2 separate regions of the Muntiacus reevesi genome follow, and region 1 is linked to region 2. Evidence: chromatin contacts called from public Hi-C data. All regions are on one chromosome and are shown on one strand. The core of a region is the stretch at or near the end of the contact, and the rest is flanking DNA. Distances in the headings are between cores, read along the strand shown. Region 1 holds the start of ARL5B (ADP ribosylation factor like GTPase 5B). Region 2 holds the start of ITGB1 (integrin subunit beta 1).

The links. A called contact is a pair of places that touch in the nucleus more often than the background predicts.
Region 1: a Hi-C map of muscle shows a contact between it and region 2, with 4 times the contacts expected there. The contact joins the promoter of ARL5B here to the promoter of ITGB1 in region 2. A contact is called at or near these places in 2 of 3 Hi-C or Micro-C datasets (blood and muscle).

What each region holds. Positions count from the first base shown.
Region 1 is chr2:20,000,549-20,005,013 of mMunRee1.1, reverse strand. It overlaps ARL5B (ADP ribosylation factor like GTPase 5B), which reads right to left and starts at 1,622. Exons shown (of 6, transcript XM_065921070.1): 1 at 1,309-1,622. The coding sequence starts at 1,357.
Region 2 is chr2:19,653,829-19,658,497 of mMunRee1.1, reverse strand. It overlaps ITGB1 (integrin subunit beta 1), which reads right to left and starts at 2,866. Exons shown (of 16, transcript XM_065921066.1): 1 at 2,712-2,866.

The sequences.
Region 1 (4,465 bases), core at 373-2,872, 350 kb before region 2:
GGGGATGGGACAAATTACAGAGAACTCAAACTATGAGAAAAGATAAGCAGGTAGTTATTAATCTCTATACTTTCAAACATGTCTTAAAATGTTGCTTTACATGGTAAATTCATGTAATGAGGATTAGAAAACATACACTGCTGAAAAAATACTGTATTAAAGTTATGGATAATATCCATATGGAATTAAAACTCTGCAGTAATTTCGTTTATACACATACGTATATGTGTATGGATATATCCATCTTTATTAACTTGTAACCTTGAAAAAGACTATTTTAGTTTTCTTTTTTTTTATTTTAGTTTTCTTATCGATCTACAGAACAAGTGACTAAAGTCATTTCATTCTTCTAACTTCTTAAATCCAGAAAAAATAAATCACATTAGCAATAACTGATTGCTACTATCATAAAACACTGGCTTTTATTATGCCCGGATGGTAAATGCAAAATAAAACTATTTGTTTTAGAACTGGTTTTAATTACTGAGATAACAACAGTTAAAAGAATGCCTAAAACTTTACCTATAGCCGGCCCTTTTGTCTGGGTATATTCTCTTCAGAAGTCATCACGTCTTATTTACTCTGACTGAGAACAGGTTTTACAACTTCTTGGCCGTTTGGACTTGCAACTTTTAAGACATCTCAGAACCAGTTTCTAAACGAATCACCGACACGCAATATCCTCCACAGAACCAAAAGCATTGAGCTTTTCAATGTCGAAGAAAGGAATAAAGGGTTTAGGACGAAGATTTCCAGAAACTCGTGTCTCAATTCATTCCCAAGTCCGGGAAAGCAGGCGAAATCAGAACGTGACGGCGAAATGAATAAAACAGCAGGGCGGAAAACAAAGCAACACTAGTAACGTTGCTGGTTTTTTTTTTTTTTTTTTTTTTTAAGTTGATAGGTTTCTGGGCGAACACATCCTGGGGAAAGACTTAGGATACTTAATTAGAAAAGGAAAAGGCCCTCCAAATGCCTCCGGGTATCATTAGGTTGCTTTCCGCTTTCCTTTGGCAAAATTTCCAAATTCTTGGTTTGGATCCCAGGACACCAAATGCCCCCTCTTCTGACTTTCTATTTCTAGCAACTATCATTCCGTTTCTCGCAACCATCACTTGCACCTTCTTCCAACCTAAAACAGTGAGTTTCTAACCACCCCCTTGACTAAGTCACTTCTCTGCGTCTCAGAACGTTTGTGTCCACCGAGGGCCCTGCCTTACCTTCCCCTAACCCCCACACAGCTGTCCCCTCCAGTGGTTAGACCCTCTGCCTCGGATTCGAGCCGTTGCGCAGCTCCATCCTTCTCACCTTGGTTACAGAAGAGGCTCCATAGTTTCGCGAAGATCAGCCCCATCATGAGCACCTGGGCGGGCCGCGGGGTCCCTCAGCAGCAGGTGCCGCTGCGCCGGGCCCCCCACCGCGGGACTGGCCGTGGGTCACCGAGGTAAAGCCGACTGGGACCGCGCGGCGAGGGCACTGGTTGGCGGAGAAGCCGCGATCTGCCGCTCAGCTACCGTCAGAAGGCACTGCGCCGAGTCCCTGGCCGACAGTCCTTTGTTCGAGCCCACTGAGCCCAACGCCGACCCGTAGTCCCCTCGGTCTGAACCCACCTACCCACCAGAGCTTCAACCAGCCCCAAGCCCCGCCTCCGCTCCGCCTCCCTTCCCGATCCGTGGACCACCCATCGCCGGAAGAACGGCGCCGGACGTCGGCGCGCTTACGTCAGCCCACGCCTTCGATGTGGCGTTTCCTCAGTTTCACTTCCGGTGGGAGGGCTCCGAGCTACCGGAGGGGTGGAAAGCGGGGGTGTGCGTGGAAGTCGCGGAGTTTCCCGAGAAGAACGCTTCTTCCGGCGTCTTCCTGTTTAGAAGCTGTTGCTGAGTTACGTTTCTGGAGTTTCTGTTGACTAGCAGGAGCCTTCTGGTCCTTAAACCTGGGTACAGACTACAGTCACTCTGAGCAGCTGCCGTTTGCTGCACAAAAGGGAGGAATGTTTCAACTGTCAAGTTCAGGCTGGCGGGCAAGCTTCGATTCTGCAGTGATTCTTAATTCTGAATAGAATTGATTACGAGAGGATACATGGAATGCCTGTAGCCGCAGAGTTCGACTGTGTGATTAGTTTGTGCTCTGTGTGGTCTCAGTCCTATCCGAGTCTTTGCTGCCGCACAGAACCCCGCCAGACTCCTGTCCGCAGGATTTTCCCTTCCCGGCAAGAATACTGCAGTGGATTGCCATTTCCTTCTCCAAGGGATCTTCCCGACCTAGGAATCCAGCTCTCCTTTCCTGCGTCTCCTGCTTTGGCAGACCGATTCTTTACCACTGGCATGCTTTACCTGGGAATCCCATGCGATTAGTTTAAGGTTCTCCTATTTTCCAAAGTATTCGGTGTTTTCGAGAATCTCCAGCCCACAAAAATAAAAAAGCGTTTTTTGTGAAGTGTTGATTGGAAATGAGTTCATTTAGTTAAAATGAATTCTAGGAATCGATCTTTCCAGTTTAACAAAACAAGGAATAGCTACAAAGTGCAAAACAAACTGAAATTTTAAGGGGAAAAGTTGGACAACTAGGAATTATAAAAATGTTTATTATTATCTATTATCTAATGTTCTTGAATAAGAACTATGGACTTTCCTGGTGGCTCAGATGGTAAAGCATCTACCTACAATGTGGGAGACCTGGGTTCAATCCCTGGGTCGGGAAGATCTCCTGGAGAAGGAAATGGCAACCCACTCCAGTGTTCTTGCCTGGAAAATCCCATGGACGGAGGAGCCTGGTAGGCTACAGTACACGGGGTCGCAAAGAGTCGGACACGACTGAGCGACTTCACTCACTCACTCATTGTAAACTGACTTAAGAAAAGTCTTGGAAGAATTGCTGCACCTGGAATTGAATTCAATTTATTACTCAGTTAACTAAGAAGTTCGCATATATATAAGCCAATTTTCTACATACTAGTTTCATTTCCTTGCCGACACCCCCCCCCCCCAACTGTCGTTAGGTTTTAACAAATATGATCGCTTCACAGACTGGGATGAAATGTAACAAATACCCATGAAACTGAACGAGAGAAATAAAAGACTATGGACTTAAGTGGTAGATTTTAACCTTAGCAGTAGGGGCCTTTTGAAACAAACTATTTTATTACTTGTACAAATATAAGTGTATTTCTTATTATGTGATTCCAGTGTTATGTTCAAAGACCCTTTAAGACTTAGATGTAAAATAGTGTGTTTCAACATTCTGATTTTAAAGGTAAGTTTAAATCTCTCATACAAAAAGGTATGTACTAAGTCTATGAAAATCAGTTTAATTTCATGACTCTGAATTGGCCCATTGTATATATGTGTATATACAGCAACCCCATGGACTATAGCCCACTAGGCTCCTCTGTCCAGAGAATTTTCCAAGCAAGAATACTGAAGTGGGTTGCCATTTCATTCTCCAGAGGATCTTCCCAATCCAGGGATCAAAACCGAATCTCTTGAGGCTCCTGCATTGGCAGGCTGATTCTTTCAACACTGTGCCACCTGTGAAGTCCCATATAAATAAATTTATATTCACTGTTTTTGTGTTTGAATATAAAGTCTTAAAGGGACATTTCTAGTCCTAGTTTCAAGATAAAGTCAAAACAACTAGGGAATTAAAAATATTTTTAAACTACATATTTTTAAATTATCTTTTAATTGGTGGAAAAATGCCTTCCAGTTTTGTGTTATTTCCTGCCATACAACAACATGAATCAGTCATGATTATTTTAATATATATCCCTTCCTTCCTGAGCCTCCGCCCCCATCCAACCCCTCTAGGTTATCACAAAGCTCCAGGCTGGGCTCCTTGTGTTACTTAGTGATGTCCCACTACCTACTTATTTTATACACGATAGTATATATATGTCAATGATACTTTCTCAGTTTGTCCGACCTTCACCTTCCTCTGCCTCTGCTATGTCCACAAGTCCATTCTCTACGAGATTAATCAGTACCATTTTTCTAGATTCCATATATGTGTGCTAATATATGATACTTGTTTTTCTGACTTACTTTACGCTGTATAAGAGGCTTCAGGTTCATTCACCTCATTACAGTTAACTCAAATTTGTTCCTTTTAATGGCTGAGTAATATTCTGTTGTATAAATGTACCATTGCTTCTTTATCCATTCATCTGTTGATGGACATCTAGGTTGCTTTAATGTCCTGGCTGTACAACTACATATATTTAATATTCCCTACAGGAAACTATTTGGAGAAGGCAATGGCACCCCACTCCAGTACTCTTGCCTGGAAAATCCCATGGATGGAGGAGACTGGTAGGCTGCAGTCCATGGGGTAGCTAAAAGTCAGACACGGCTGAGTGACTTCTTTCACTTTACACTTTCATGCATTGGAGAAGGAAATGGCAACCCACTCCAGTGTTCTTGCCTGGAGAATCCCAGGGACAGGGAAGCCTGGTGGGCTGACGTCTATG
Region 2 (4,669 bases), core at 1,617-4,116:
AGTGAATTATTTTATACATCCCTGGGGTCCAGGAAGCTGCACTTTGGAGACTGTATGAGACAAGTTCAATAATTCTGTGTTTATACATGCATGCACTATGTATATTTGAAAGTTTATCACTTACACACATTTCTTGATCAGATGATATACATATGCTTTAGCATATTGCTAAATATAGTTAACCTTATCTTGCAAAGCCACAAACCAAAACTAAAGCTTAAAAGTACCTGGCTTCTGTATTATTTTATAAATAAAACTTAACTCTGCAAAAGTCTCACAATTACTCACATTTAAAAGATAAGAAACCTGCAAAGTATAGCTTGGCTCCTTTTGCATACAGCTCCAGAACAAGAAATACCACCTTTTTCATTTACGTATTGAAAATTCTAAGACTGCTAAGGTTCTAAAGGTTTTCTGCACTGCAACTCCTGTAACCTAGATACATAATTTTCTCAGTTTTCGACAGCTATAGATACTGCTATCATTTCAGGGTTCTGAAGAATAAGGTACTCTTCTGGACTCTTACCCAATCAGCCCACCCTCTGGACCCCAAGACTCCCACCTCAGCTATAACAACATACAAGGACAAAACCCCACAACATATGACCAGTCAGAATAGACTTGCTCATGCAAAAAAAGATATTTACACATTTGCACAATATAATCTAGGATTCCACTGACAACCAGACAGATCCTAACCCTCCAGGCAGAGTGGGGTAATCAGTCCACATGAACCCTCTCAGATACTAATTGAATTTGTTACATGTTCAAAAATATCAGTTAGCAGAACTCAAAAGTTCTAAAACTTTAACTATCTCATGTTTCACCTCATCACTCCAGCAGAGTAGTCATGAACAACTAATGCACCCACACATATGCCATGAAAACAAGCACCACTTGAAACTTAAATTTTCAGTATTTTATAAAGTAACCAGATGCCCTAGTTGCCCACGTAATTAGGAATTTATCGACCCCAATATAGGACTACAAGTTCATTCAATGACACTAATTTGGGGCAGCTTTTAAATATCCTGACCAGAAAGCTGAGGAGAAAGCCACCTAAATCCAATGATTTATTCAATATTAATGATCCTATACTTTCCACACACAGAATACCGAGGGGATTAGAAAACAATACAGAATAAAACATTCCTTTAAAAAGAATCAACATTACAAAAACTTTAAGTCTGTGAAATCAACATTGATGACTGAATTTGGAGTCTGCTACTTACAAAAGCAAAGTATTAACCACATCCCGTCTTTTTAACTAGCATTCTAATAACATCTTCCATTTTATACTAAATTCTAGGGTGGTTATAATGGCTTTCTCCTCAAATGCCTGTAACTAAAACATTGATTTGTTTCATGTGTTTTCTGTTTATCAGCTAATCACCTTCAGTCCTTCATTTATTAATCAGTGAACTAAAATTTTTATTTTCAAATGTGAACATTTCGGTAGGACTCTTAAGCCAGCCCTGACTCCTGTGAGCCCTGATGGCCACAAATCCAGAATAGGTAACTTGCAAGTCAAGTTCCCTCACCACTTCTAAAGTGTCTAATACACAACCTATTGCAAAGTCCGGATTCAGTTTAAGAAAAATTCGTAATCGAAATTCACTCAGCATTTGTTATTATTGTACCATCAAAACAACGATAAAAAATAACAATAATTCTACCCAACTAATATTTATGTAGAACGCAGATCCAAAGAAACCTTACTGATAATATCATCAATTACATAGCGAGATTTTTTAAAAATCATTCTACTACATCAGGAAGGAAAGAAAAGGAGTCAATATTTATGGAGCTAAGTGTCTTCCATCTTACATCTTCTCTTCACTACACTGTACTTATGCAAGTTTACCTGCAAACATGGGTTGCTGGACCACATGGGTTGTCCTCATCACAGCTGAATGACCACCTATGCGCCCTGTGCCTCAGTTTCTTCATTTGTAAAACAGGGATTAAATACAACACCTACCTCTTTGGATCGGTTCCAGGATTAAACGACAAAATAAAGGTAAAGTGCATAGAGGTCCTCACTGTCCTCATTATAATAATTACTAGCTTTATTATTAGTATAGGTAGGTACTGCTCCCATTTTACAGATGGAAGAAATGAAGCCTTAACGAGTGTAACTTACTAGTAATGATCACAAAGACTAGCGCTAGGTTTTGACGCAAAAGCACGAAACTGGTGAAAAAAAATTGCTCAGGCGTTAAATACTACCATTCTTAAAAATACAACTTGTTCTGAAGCATAGGAAACGGCACGAATCAGGCACAGGCCGGGCAGGAGCCCTAGACACGGCCGCGACGCCCACACCCAGCATTAGAGGAAGGGCCCACAGGACGCGCCCACCCGGCGCCCCGGTGCCCAGCGGCAAGGCGACGCCCGGGACGTGGGGCTGGAGCCGGGGTGAGTGGTCCCGGCCGGGAGGCCCGGCAGCCGAGGCTGCTGCCGGACGCAGGTCCACGGAGGCCCGTCCGCGCCCAGCCCAGCGTCCGAGTGGTGGGTCCGACTCCCCGGCCTCCGCGACCGCGGCCCCGCGAGGACAGCGCCCCTGCCGGGAAGGTCCAGGAGCGGCCGCGGCCCGACTTCCTCCCCCGCCCGACGGCTTGGAATCCACCCGGAGGCCGCGGCCCCCACGCCTGCTCCTCCATGGGAGCCCGGGCGCGCCCCGAGCCCGCCGCCCGCCCTCCCGGGCCCACCTTCTCCCGCGGCGTCCGGCCCGCGCGATCGGCTCGGCCTGTGCTCCGCGGTTCCCGCTCGGCCTGTCCGGAGCTGGCGTGGCCTCCCGGGCTCCGGCACGGCGGCGGCGGCGGCGGCTCCTCCTCCTCGCGGGCGGGAGGAGGAGACTCGGCGGCGCGGGGCCGCCTCCCGGCAGGAAACGACCCCCGGGGCACCGCCTCCCTGGCGCGGCGATCCCGCTCCTCAGGCAGCCGCCGCGCCTCTCGCCCTCCGGAAGCGCATTCCTCTCGGGCCGCGTCAGCCGCGCCCGGGGGAGGGGGAGGGGGCTGAGGGGGGGAGGGGCAAGGGGGCGGCTGCGGGGGCCGCGCGAGGGGCGGGGGCCGCCGGGACAAAGGAGCGGCCCGGCCGGGCCACGGGCTCCGCGTAACCTCGGCGGCGCCTCCTTCCTCTGCAGCCGAGAGAGAGAGAGGGAGGATTTTGCCTGGCCCTGCTCACCGTAATATCGCTCTCGGCCTGCCTTAGGCGCTGCTTCTCCAAAGCCCAATGTCTGTCCGGCCGGAGGGCCGGCCGGCCCTGCACTGCCCGGGTTTGAACCCTGGAAGCCCTGCCTCCCAGGAGCCGGCTCGGACAGATCGGAACTTAGGCACTCACCTTGTTAAGCCTTCGTGGGGCCAAAAACGTTTCCCTTTGGAAGGGAAGTAGCTAAAGCCGATATTTTTCTGGTGGGAGGATTTGCTTGAGTTACGTCTTTGAGAGAGGGGAAGACTTAAGGAGGAAACGGGTGCCAGGAAAGATGAAGAAAGTTGTAGAGAAAAACTGGTGAGTTGAGGAGCAGCTTCCGTGAGGTTCATCTGGAGGTGCATTTATGGGGAACAGGGAGGAGAAGGAAGAGTTCACTCTTGATACAGTTTCTGTTCATCCTCACTTTTTTAGTAGGTGGACGGGGGGCTGGAGAAGAGACCGCTAAAAGAAGCATGGTGGGCACATTTTGATAAGAGGATGGAAACCCCTGCCGGCCGGCATCATACCGAAACCCGGTTACTCAGAACGCGCTGCTGGCAGGCTGCCGTCCTGTTAGCAGAAATGTGCGTTGCCACGTGGTGAGCTGCAGCACCCTGTTGGGAGCAGAACTCGAATGATGAGATTTGTGAAACTGAGAAGCAGTGTTTCATTTGGCGAAGAATAGAAGCTGTGATGCTCATTTGACCGCCAATCTTGAGGGGAAAAAAAGACAACCCCATCTATGGAAATGTTGCCCATGGCTCGCCAGCAAAATTAAATCTCTGGTTAGGTAATCTCTGGAAACCTCTAAAGAAACAAGAATGATTTTTCCCACTTAATGGATGAGCAAATTTAAGAGACTAAATGATGTTTCCTTACTTGTGGAATCTAAAAAGGGATACAGACGAACTTATTTACAAGACAGAAATAGTCTCACGGACCTAGGAAAACAATCCCATGGTTACCGAAGGGTACGGGGAGGGAGGATAAATTAGGAATTTGGGATGAGCATACACACTACTCTATATAAAACACAAACAGCAAGGACCTACTGTAGACCACAGGGAGCTATATTCAGTAACTTGTAATAACCTATAATGGAAAATAATCTGAAATACATTCTTTTTCAGATTCTTTTCCATATATATATTCTTTTCAGGTTCTTTTCGGTGATATATATAACAAACTTTTCTGTACACTTGACACTAACATAACATTGTAAATCAACTGTACTTAAATTTTAAAAAAAGTAATGTTTCTATGTTAACAACCCAATGGTGCAGCTGCGACCAGACCTCAACATTCTTGAACTTAAACATACTATTTATACCGTTGTTCAAAACTGATCAAAATCTATGTCTGGGCTCAACATGGATTACCATTCTAAAGGTAAAGTGTAGTTTATCCATGCTTGATTGGTACTACATTCCCTAGAACTTTTTTCCTTGTGTGATTTGCTACAAGAACATTATGAGAT